2 separate regions of the Mus musculus genome follow, and region 1 is linked to region 2. A link is a contact called in public HiChIP or PLAC-seq data. All regions are on one chromosome and are shown on one strand. Each heading gives the region's core, a stretch centred on a gene start, on an enhancer-like site or on the middle of the called end of the contact. The rest is flanking DNA. Distances are from core to core; before and after follow the strand shown.

Region 1 (5,117 bases), core at 2,151-4,650, 84 kb after region 2:
TCAAACCAGAACATTTAATTAGGTTTGGCTTACAGTTTCAGAGGTTCAGTCCATTATTGTCATGGAGGGAAACAGCAGCCTGTAGGCAGACATGCTTACATTGAAGGAACTGAAAGTTCTCTATCTTTTTTGTTTGGTTTGGTTTGGTTTGGTTTGGTTTTTCGAGACATGATTTCTCTGTATAGCCCTGGCTGTCCTGGAACTCACTTTGTAGACCAGGCTGGCCTTGAACTCAGAAATCTGCTTGCCTCTGCCTCTGTTGGGATTAAAAGCGTGTGCCACCACCGCCCGGCGAAAGTTCTATATCCTGATCCTCAGGCAGCAGGGAGAGACTGTCACTGTGTAGTCTGAGCATAGGAGACCTTCCTCAAGGCCACACCTACTTTAACAAGGCCACATCTCCTAACAGTGCCACTGCCTCTGGGCCAAGCATTCAAACGTGAATCTACGGAGGCTGTACCTACTCAAACCACCACAGGCTGCTTGCTGCCTTCCTAATTTTAAGGATGAAAAGAGACCCACACACTAGCTGAATCCTCTGCACAGCCATACAGTTACTGTCTTGTGGCCTCACTCCATTTGTCTGTTACCTGTCCCTGACACTTAGCTTTCTGCACCTTGAGTACCCTGGGGGGATTGTTGCCTTTCCTGACAGGTACCAAGGAGTTTGACTCAGTTTTCTGACAGATATGTTGTTTGCCTCCCAGAACACTTGGCAAGGACAACAGCTCTGTGTCTAGTTCTGTGCTCTCACCTGCTGTCATATCACATCTCATAGTGGAGTTTACCAGGTCACACCACTTCCAAGAGTTGAACAGATAGGGAGCCACTAGCGGTGGTACCTTTTATAATAAATACGTTTTTGAATAGTTTGTGTATTAATGCATTAATACTAATTTAAGGTGTTGATATACATGCTGTATACTCCATGTCTGCAGTAGTATTAGATTGCATAAATTAGGAGACAGCCTTAGAGGGATGAAGTTCACTTATTCAAGGACAGATAATTAGTGGCAGAGTTGCATTTGAATGTGTGACTCTCAGCTCTTGTGAGCCAGAGCTGCTGTGTGATCTGATCAGTTTGTTCAGCCCATGGCAAGAAAGCTAGAAAGTCAGTGAATGTAACTGGCAGCCCAGTTAGCTCTTCAGGTGCTCTCTGAAGCTCCCTCCGATCCCATCTGCTGCTGCTGCTGCTGCTGCTGCTGCTGCTGCTGCATTTCTGGAAATTCTGTCCATTCTGGGGAGAATTCTTTTACTTCATCCATGTATTAAGATGTGTTTAACAAAAGCCTGTCCGTTGGGCACTGGGTAGCTATGTAATGGCCTTAGGACTCGAAGTTTGTGCTGTCAGGGAAAGAATGAGCCAGTGGTCATAATAGGGATAACTGTAGGTTGAATGGGAACCAGTGAGGAGGACAGCCCTTGGCCTAGGGCAGGACAGGGCTCTCAGAAGTAGGGCCCTGTCACCCAAGACCCAAGAATAGGCCGGTCAGGTGATGAGAATGGGTTTGGCACTGATCTTCCAGATGGACAGGGAAGACCTGAGGCAAACACTGGGACCTGGAAGTGAAAGAATGGAGGGCAGGAGGAAGTGAGAGGTGCTCTATTTATGGAGCTTGGGGTTTGGAGAGAGGGCAGTGACTCATCCGGTGTAGGCTGCAGGTAGTGCACATCGAAATCCTCACAAATGCCCGAGACTCCCATCAAGCAGTCACTACTAAAGTCAGCTCTGCAGTCTGTTTCCCTGGTTGTAATGTCCTTGAATTCCGGCCCCCACCCCCGCCCCTATCCCAGGATTTCAGGTATGCAAACACTTGTGTTGCTGCAAGGGTGCACTTGCTAGTCAGAACACTAAGTACTCAACGTTTCGCCCTTGCAGCCTCTCACATCAGCAGGAGTCCCTGACTTTCCTGAATGAGTGGGCAGAGCTGTCCAAGCACACAGGCAGCTACATAGTGCACCAGTACAGCTCTGTCCGCCGCTTCCCAAGTTCCGTTTGTGTACCTGTAGGAGGCTGGTGTGTCGACCTAAAACTGCTGGCCCGTGGAGAGTGAAGACAGGCTGGTGGGAAGGCAGTAGGGCATCTCTGACATTGAGGAGGGTTGCTTCACAGGCAGGGTTGGGGGTGGGGCGGGGCTAGGCCACAGCTTGTTGCTGTTTCCTTTTCAATAGCCGGGTCAGCATTTAGAAGTCTCAGCACCCTTGGGTCTTTTGTTCCCAGGCCTCTACATTACTGTTTAGCAAGTTGATCAAACTACATGGGAGGCTCCCACGAACTGTTTTCTACTGCCCAGGGCAAGGCTGGCACAGAGCAGGTACTCAGTGCTGATTTGCTCACAGATAAGTTCATTTTCAGTAGCCTGCCACCTTGATCCTCACTTGTCCCCGTGGGCACCTCCATGGGATATGCTAATTTGGGTTTTCAATTCATTCTCGCTGCCTGGAAACATCCTGCAGGCACATGTAAGTCCTGTGGTCTGGAAGTCCTCAAGAGTTGTTAAAAGGAAGAAATGTGTTTGTGTCTCTCTGTGTGTACAAGACCACTTGTAGAGACAAGGGCAGTGGCATGTACTGCCCTAGTCCTTCCTGTAAGCAAGGGTGGGAACCACCTGTGCATTCATCGATCCCCTGAAAAAGAAACCAGGCTGTTGGTGCAGCAACCAAGTGCCCACCGTCTTTGTTGAAAGACAATGTTTGGTGGCTAATAGGATATAAACACGTACTCCAAAGAAAAGTACATGTAGTTAGCCAGGTCTGCTGTTGTCAGAACAACCCACCAAGGTGAACCCAAGACTAGTGATTTACCTGGAAAAAGAAGCAGGCCATCACAGATCCTTTTAAATCTCAAGGAGCGGGGTGTGCAAGTGTGTGTTTGAACACCTCACACATTATTTCGTAAAGATCTCACACAATTTCACAGCACTGTCTCAACTAAAGATTTTTAAAGAAAACGCAGATACAAAGTGGAGACTACACCGACGCTTTCAATACTGAACACCGTTTTTCATTAAAAACAAGCCTGGAAGAAACTTCTGGTCCCGAGTGTGCCTCATGCATCGGATCCCATGACTTTGTCACTCGGGACAGGCCTCCCCGCCCCGCTCCTTCACTGCAGGGACGAGCTCAGATCTCATGCACGTGGCGGGCGCAGGGCCCCTACCGGCGCCCTGGGGGAGCGTGGCTGATGAAACGCTCCGGGCTCGGCCCGAGAGACGCTCCTGCCGTAGGGCGACTCGGCGGAGACCGGCTGGGGCGACGCGCCCCAAAAAGGGCGCGCGGGGACGGCGGGGGCGGCGGCGCCGGGACGCCGCGGCGTACAAGGGGCATGGAACCTCTGACCCTGAGCGGCCCGGGCGGCAGCGCGGCGGTGAGTGTGCGCGAGCCGTGCGCGTGCCCGCGCGTCCGCGCTCCCGCGCTCGGGGGTTGGGGCCGCGGGGCCTGCGTGCGCGTCCCTCCGCTCAGGCTCGGGTGACCTCTTCCCGCCCCACGCGTCAGGCGTGGGATCTGCAGGGCAGGGCGGGTGATTTCTGGGGTAAAGGAACCCCAAGGCCAGAGGGCAGAGATCGGGGAGCCTGCTGCCCAAGCCCGAGGCCAGGTACGGTGGGAGACGCCGGGCCGGGCCGCGCCGAGCCGGCTTTCTGTTTTGGCTCCCTCCGGGTTTGCTCCCTGACCTTGGATAGTCGGCTTTCTCTTCCGGGGCTTAATGTTCTCATCATTGAAATGGGGCGTTTGAACTCCTTGTCCAGCCAGGTTTTTCTGCCCTAAACTTTTGGGGGACTGCTGCTTCTCTGATGTGTTGGACTTGCATTGTAATTAATGAAGCTGAGTTAGAAGAAGGAAATCCATTTTTTTTTTTTCTTTCTTTCCTTTCAGGATATGTTAGGCGCTCAGATGTTGGTGAGGCTGGCAGGCACTGTGCAGAGATGAGACCTCTTGGGGGCTTGAGTCTGCACAGCCCGCAACTGGAAAATCTGGTTGCAATGTGGGTTCCCAGAGGAACTCGGTCGGCAGTCACTTGCTCCCTCTGTGCTTTGCTTACCATGGTGTGGGGCTCCCTTACTTGTGTGCTGAAGATTGGAGCAGAGCTGAGGAGGTGGTAAATGGTTAGCATTTGCCATTGGGGTCCTGCCTGACCCCTCATGGCCCTGTAGCCTCGGTACTTGGATGAGAATGTACACGGGGAGCCCTGGACCCATCCTGACCTCTGAGTCGAGTCCATTCAGTTCTGTGTGGCTCCTTTCAGTCTCCTCCTTGGCGAAGCAGCCCATTTAGGCAGCCCAGGGAGTCTGTCGTCCTCCACCTTTGCTGCCTAGTTTCCTCCTCCTCATCTCTCTGGCAGTTCTGAGTGTGTTTTCCCCAGTGGATGGTGATCCCTGCAGGGGAGGGCTGAGCAAACGCTCCATGTTCCACTCCTGGTTTTACAGTCCAGGGGCTGGCCCTAGAAGGTTCTCAGGGAATGTTTGTGGCATAGGTTGATGACAGCTACCTTCTCTCAGTAATCAACCTTTTCCCAAGTGTGGATCTCATGGACGTGGAACCCATAGGGCAATCCTAAGTGTCTGTCCTTGTCTCCTTTCCAGGAAATGGAGGCAGAGAGAAGTCTTGTTACCTTGCTCAAGGCTACCCAGGTGGGAAGTGGTTGGGCTGGGCAGGTTACTTTTAGCCAACACACACAAACTTGGGTGTGTGACTGGAGTCTGCTGATTGGGTCTCTGTGGGCAGCTGAGGGGGCTGATGTGGGTGCTGTGATTTCTGCCCCCGACACAATGCTTCATTGTGGCATTTTGCAACCAGTGGATCCTTCTGTGCAGCCCCGGGCTTGAGCAACTCCAGTCTGTGTCAGCTCCTCCCAGCCTTTTCAACACTCCAGTGTTGGGAGGCTTCACCGAGAGGGCCTGAGTCCTCGGCCAGGAGTACAGATGTCAGGGTTGGGTCTGCCTTGTGGCCTACCTAGCAGTTGCTCAGAGGCAGCAGAGGGGCGCAACCTTGTGGCCATTGTGCCTCTTGGGTCTATAGAAAGAGCAGGCGCACTAAGATAGGCTGGTAAGTACTCCTTTGTTTGAGACCGCTGTTGTGAGTTGGACTGAGCATGAGCCGCAAGGAGACTCAGGCTGACT
Region 2 (4,871 bases), core at 42-2,541:
ACTCTCTGTGGACTCCTAGAAGCTTGGGCTTCCTTTGAACTTCACTAGTAACATTCATAACTAACTAAATATGAGCCATGGAGTTCAAGGACAGTTGACCTTCCACACCCATAGTTTCTACAGATTCAACCTGCGTGTGTGCGCGCACGGGCACATGTGTACATATATCTAGGGAGGGACTGAGGTATGGCTCAGTAGTTAAAAGCATTTATCATGAAATTAAATCCAAGAGATTATCATGAGATTAAATCCAAGAACCCTGAAGTCAGACTGACACAGCAGCCTCCCGTAATCCTAGCAGCTGGAATTACAGGAACAGGATCCCCGGGGTGAGCTGGCTAACTAAACTAGCTAATCCACAAGCTCTAGGAAGAGTTGAGAGAATGTCTCAACAATGAGAACGGAAGGTCACCGAGGGCGACATCAAACACCAAGTTTGGGCCTCTACATGAATGCATATATATATGTGTGCGCACACGCTTAAGGGCTTTTTAAAGTCTGCATCTGCCCTGAACATACACAGATTGTTTCCTGTCAGTATTCCCTAAATAGTATAGCACGGCAGCCACTTGCATAGCACTTACACTGCATCGGGTAGAAGTACTCTGCAGATGACTTAAAGGCTACAGAGGATGCTACGCCACTTTAACGCTTTATCGCATTTACTTATTGTGTTTATGTGCATACATGTGTGTGCCGTGGCACATGTGTGGGGGTCAGACAACAACTTGTATGAGTTGGTTTTCTAGGTCCACCATGTGGGCCCTGGGGAATCAGGCTCAGGCTGCCAGGCCGGGAGGCAGGCTCCTTCACCCACTGAGCCATCTCACTGGCTATTTTACAAGAGGGTCACGAGCATCAACGTATTCTGGTGACAAGTTGCATGTTCTGATTCTAAGGGACAGGAATATATGTTGAATATATATGAGACTTTCTAGCTAAACACTGAACCTGCATGACAGTGTGGTCTTAGGACCCCAGTGAACTACTAGATACAAGTCAAAACCCGAAACACTGAGAACAGCTTAGCATTTACAAAGGACCTGTATGTGGCAAACATTCTGCCCCAAACCTGCCATGTAAAATCTCAAAGAATCCCCATGGAGTCATAGCACTGGTAAACACCCCCACCCCTACCCCTCGCAAAAAACAAAACAAAACAAAAACAAAAACAAAGCCCTAAACTGAGCTCAGAGGAAGCCAGGCATTTGGAGATTGCATAAGAGAAGCAGCTGCCCCCACTGCAGACACCAGGTGGTTGTAAAAGAGACATCAGACCCTGCAGTTTCAGAAACAGCTTGTTTAAGAAAAAAAGCTGACTTCCCCTGTCTGCCCCTAATGCACCTCCCCCACCCCCTTCCCTATTCCTTAACTACAGAACCCCCAGCGTGAAGCATGGATCTATTGTCCTCTGGAGCTCTGGCCATTGCTGGTGGGTCCTGGACCCTGATCACAGTACAGGCAGATCTTGAGACACCACCTCTTAGATACACCATGCAGCTGTTCTAGCTGTCACGGTGTCTGAATGCTCATCCTTCGTTTCTTGCTACAAACTTAACTCTTACAGTGGTCAGTAGAGAGGGGTCTGCCACATCAGTAAAGACGGGCAGGGACTCACTGCCTGCACAGACTGTAAGGGGCTCCTTTTACATAGCTGCTAATGTCAAATGTAGATACCACGTTTGTTGTACAATTTTCCAGGGTAAGGATGGAGAAACACGAGGAATAGTAAGCCAAAGTCTGTGCCCTAGGGTAGAAGCTGAGGTCAGTCGTATGCTTTCCCACAAGGCACCTGTAATGGAGATGAAGGTATGGATTCTGGAAGACAGTCACTTTGTATTGGATTAACAGCAGATGTACCTCTGTTAGGGGTTCCAGTATGCAGTTACCCCTATTTTAGTGATTGTGATGGGGCCTCTGGGGGATGAGGCCATGAAGACGGGGTTTTCATGATGAGATCAGGAGCTCTGCATGAAGGGTGGGTACACACACCAAAGCTTGCTCACTTCCTTTCCTTTGCACAGGACACAGAAAGAAAAGTGGTCCTTTGCAAGCCTGGCAGGCCACCTGATTACACTGTCATGCTGGCTCCAGCTTCAGGAAATGCAAGCAAATCAATTCCTGTGACGTAAGCCACCCACTGTGTGATAGTCTACTATGGCAGCCCTAGCTGACACTGCACCCCAAGTTGGGGCTGGTCTGACTCAGTTAAGGTTTCTTTAAGCACCAGACATGTGTACTTCCAGATCACACTGACAGAAGCTTTGCAACGCCTTGCACATGACATATTCTAATGTTAAGTGGGGTCGACAGGCTACAAATCATGGCTTCTAGAACAATCTTAGTTATGTCGGAAGAAAAATCTGGTAGGAAAACCAAACACTACAGTGTGCTGATGGCCAGTGCCTGCCTCTGGGTGGGATTGCAGGTGGCTGGTATTTTGCTTTTCCTGTTTTGTAATGTTTTCCAAATGTTGTATGATGAAAGCATACTGCTTTCAATATACAAAAATAAGTACCTAGCACCTGAACTGGGGACACTAACCTGTCACCCTCATCTGCTGCTCTGGGCTCTATGAACGCCACAATCCTCAAGGAACAATGGGGATGAGGGCTGGCTGAGGTTCCTTCAGACAGCTTGGGGCCCTGGCTCCCCCAGGAGAGCCCAGCCTGTGACCTCTCCCAGGGGAGGAAGGGGAAGAAGAGCCTAGCTCCTGACTCCACAGCAAATGCCAGGTCTTGGTGGAGGGAGAATAAGACCAAAGCAGCTCTCCAAAGCTCTCATTTTATAAAGGATTCTCCAGATGTGAGCAGGGCAAGATTTGTAGTGTTCTTGAGTATTCCCTGAGGCTCTCCTGATGAACAGTGGAGAAAAATCAAACCTTTGTTAAGTTGAAGGTGCTGGAGCAAGGGGCCTGAGATCTACCTGGTGTGTTTCTGCCCCAGCAAAACAGAGAGTGGATGTCAGGGGGCAGGTGAGATGAGAAGAAGCCAAGGCTGCCGACAGCTCCTGTGCTGGAAGCTACCTGAGCCCTCTCTCTTGCCTGCTGCTCTCTGTTCCAAAAGGACAAGCTCTCCTGTCCAATGTGTTTCAACTAGCAAGAGTCTTCCATCCCAGGCTCAGTAAGTAAGAGCACTGACTGCTCTTCCAAAGGTCCTGAGTTCAAATCCCAGCAACCACATGGTGGCTCACAACCATCTGTAACAAGATCTGACACCCTTTTCTGGAGTGTCTGAAGACAACTACAGTGTACTTACATAAAATAAATAAATAAATTTAAGAAAAAAAAAGAGTCTTCCATCCCATCCTAGGCGCAGGATGAGATAAGCCTATAAGTCAATCACTTTGCAAGGTCCAACCAAGAATCTACTGAGCACCAGGGACACATTACCACCTGGTGTACAGCAGGCTCTGAAGATACTTATGTTTGGAAAGATGAAGTATTGCCAAGTGCACAGTAGGTCCTCACAACAACACTTGGGTCAGATAAGTGACAGGCTGTGCCTGTGGAGACCTAGCAGTTCCTGGTGTACAGTAGGTCCTCAAGGCTGTTCTAGCCAATATTGTTGTAAAAGATAAGATATGACAGCCCACACAACAGGTCACGATATTTGTGCTTCCTGAAGAACAAGGCATCATCAGGTAACACGAGCTTCAATGACACTTGTCTGCTTACAGGTGTGTCTGCTTACAGCACACAGTAGGACTTCATGTCACCTGTGCCTGATGAGGTAAGGCATTGTCTCTGATATAAAATATATGCCAATGACACTTGTAGACTGATGAGAGACAAAGCTCAAGCTATCGCACAGTAGGTCCAAAGAAATGATTGCCTGGCCTGACTGGGTGATATAGTAAACAGTACCCCAAGGGAAATCACAGCCACCATAATTACCGTCATACGGCCAGGGGTCGATAATGGGAGGAGGGCATAGACTGCCCAGGCTAGCAGAAAGGGTCAAGCTGCACTTACCTATCCAGAGGCACTGTGCTGGTAGCTCGCCCTCTCAAAGCGATGCATATGAATGGAGAGAGAGAGCACACCCTATTGGGGTGGTGTGGGTCAAATGGGATGGTGCGTTTAAAATCCAAGGCCTCTGTACACAGTAGGTGCTCAGCAGAGAGCAGAGCCTCTTCCCACCTCCCCATGGTACTCTTCGTAGAGAGGGTACCCCAGAAAAGTCCGAGAGGAAAGTGGGGGAAGCAGCAGACACTGCAGTGAGCATCAGCATCATTTGTATTCCTTCTCGCGGGCAACTGGTCGACTCCTCTTGGTCAGTTCTATAAATAGGCGGGCAGCAACCTTGAAAAAGAGGAGGTCAATGCCTTTGATGAGAGCGCCATTGTTGGTGCTGCTGAGGAGTAGCCTGGAGGGCCAGAGTCCCCATGATGCCTGCTCCTGTGTTGTATAGAAGGGCTGCCTAAAAATCTAGGGGAAGGGACAGAGGGGTGAGTGTACAAGACACTGCTCGGGACACGGGGCTAGACCTGAGCAAGTCCCAGTCCCTGGAAACTTCAGCTTCCTCATTACAAGGCTGTGGGGCTGCCAGTCACATCCCTCAGACCATTCTGGAGCCCTCGAAGCTTAGTTGAGGATAAATGTGGCTTTCAGTGGGTCGTGGAGGGCAAGAACACCAGCATCCTCTGCGGTTGCTGTATTTTTCTGCACAAACAGAGAAACAAGATTCCTGAGCCAGAACTTTCAGTGTCCAGGCACGCTTTAAACACCGCCTTGGCCCACATGCCTGCCCCTCTACCCCATCTTCAATCAACTGAAAGTGCATGTCCGGTGGGAAGGCTCTACAAAGTTGGTTAATGACTGGCCTCCACCCTGACTCATCTCAGAGGGTGCCATTCTGAAGAACGGCTGG

Evidence for each region. HiChIP or PLAC-seq counts read pairs in DNA pulled down with a chosen protein or histone mark.
Region 1: an H3K4me3 HiChIP or PLAC-seq map of microglia shows a contact between it and region 2, with 5 times the contacts expected there. The contact joins the promoter of Tmem268 here to the enhancer-like site in region 2. A contact is called at or near these places in 11 of 39 promoter capture datasets (the 3T3-L1 cell line, 3T3-L1-derived adipocytes, the HPC-7 cell line and 8 more), 1 of 15 datasets of contacts at CTCF or cohesin (the NIH/3T3 cell line), 14 of 484 Hi-C or Micro-C datasets (B cells, CD4 T cells, CD4 single positive thymocytes and 7 more), 2 of 115 datasets of contacts at active chromatin or transcription factors (double positive thymocytes and microglia) and 3 of 9 other capture datasets (adipose tissue, liver and pancreatic islet).

The regions. Positions count from the first base shown.
Region 1 is chr4:63,555,363-63,560,479 of GRCm38.p6, forward strand. Tmem268 (transmembrane protein 268) reads left to right here and starts at 3,401. Exons shown (of 10, transcript NM_001356354.1): 1 at 3,401-3,595.
Region 2 is chr4:63,473,335-63,478,205 of GRCm38.p6, forward strand. All of the region lies in intron 1 of Whrn (whirlin), which reads right to left. Among named protein-coding and RNA genes, the nearest start is that of Whrn, 20 kb to the right of the region's middle. Within about 2 kb of position 1,292, at least 28 of the 459 cell types and tissues checked have an H3K27ac peak or open chromatin away from gene starts, as enhancers often do. A contact at or near this core is called in double positive thymocytes and microglia, where this site is marked.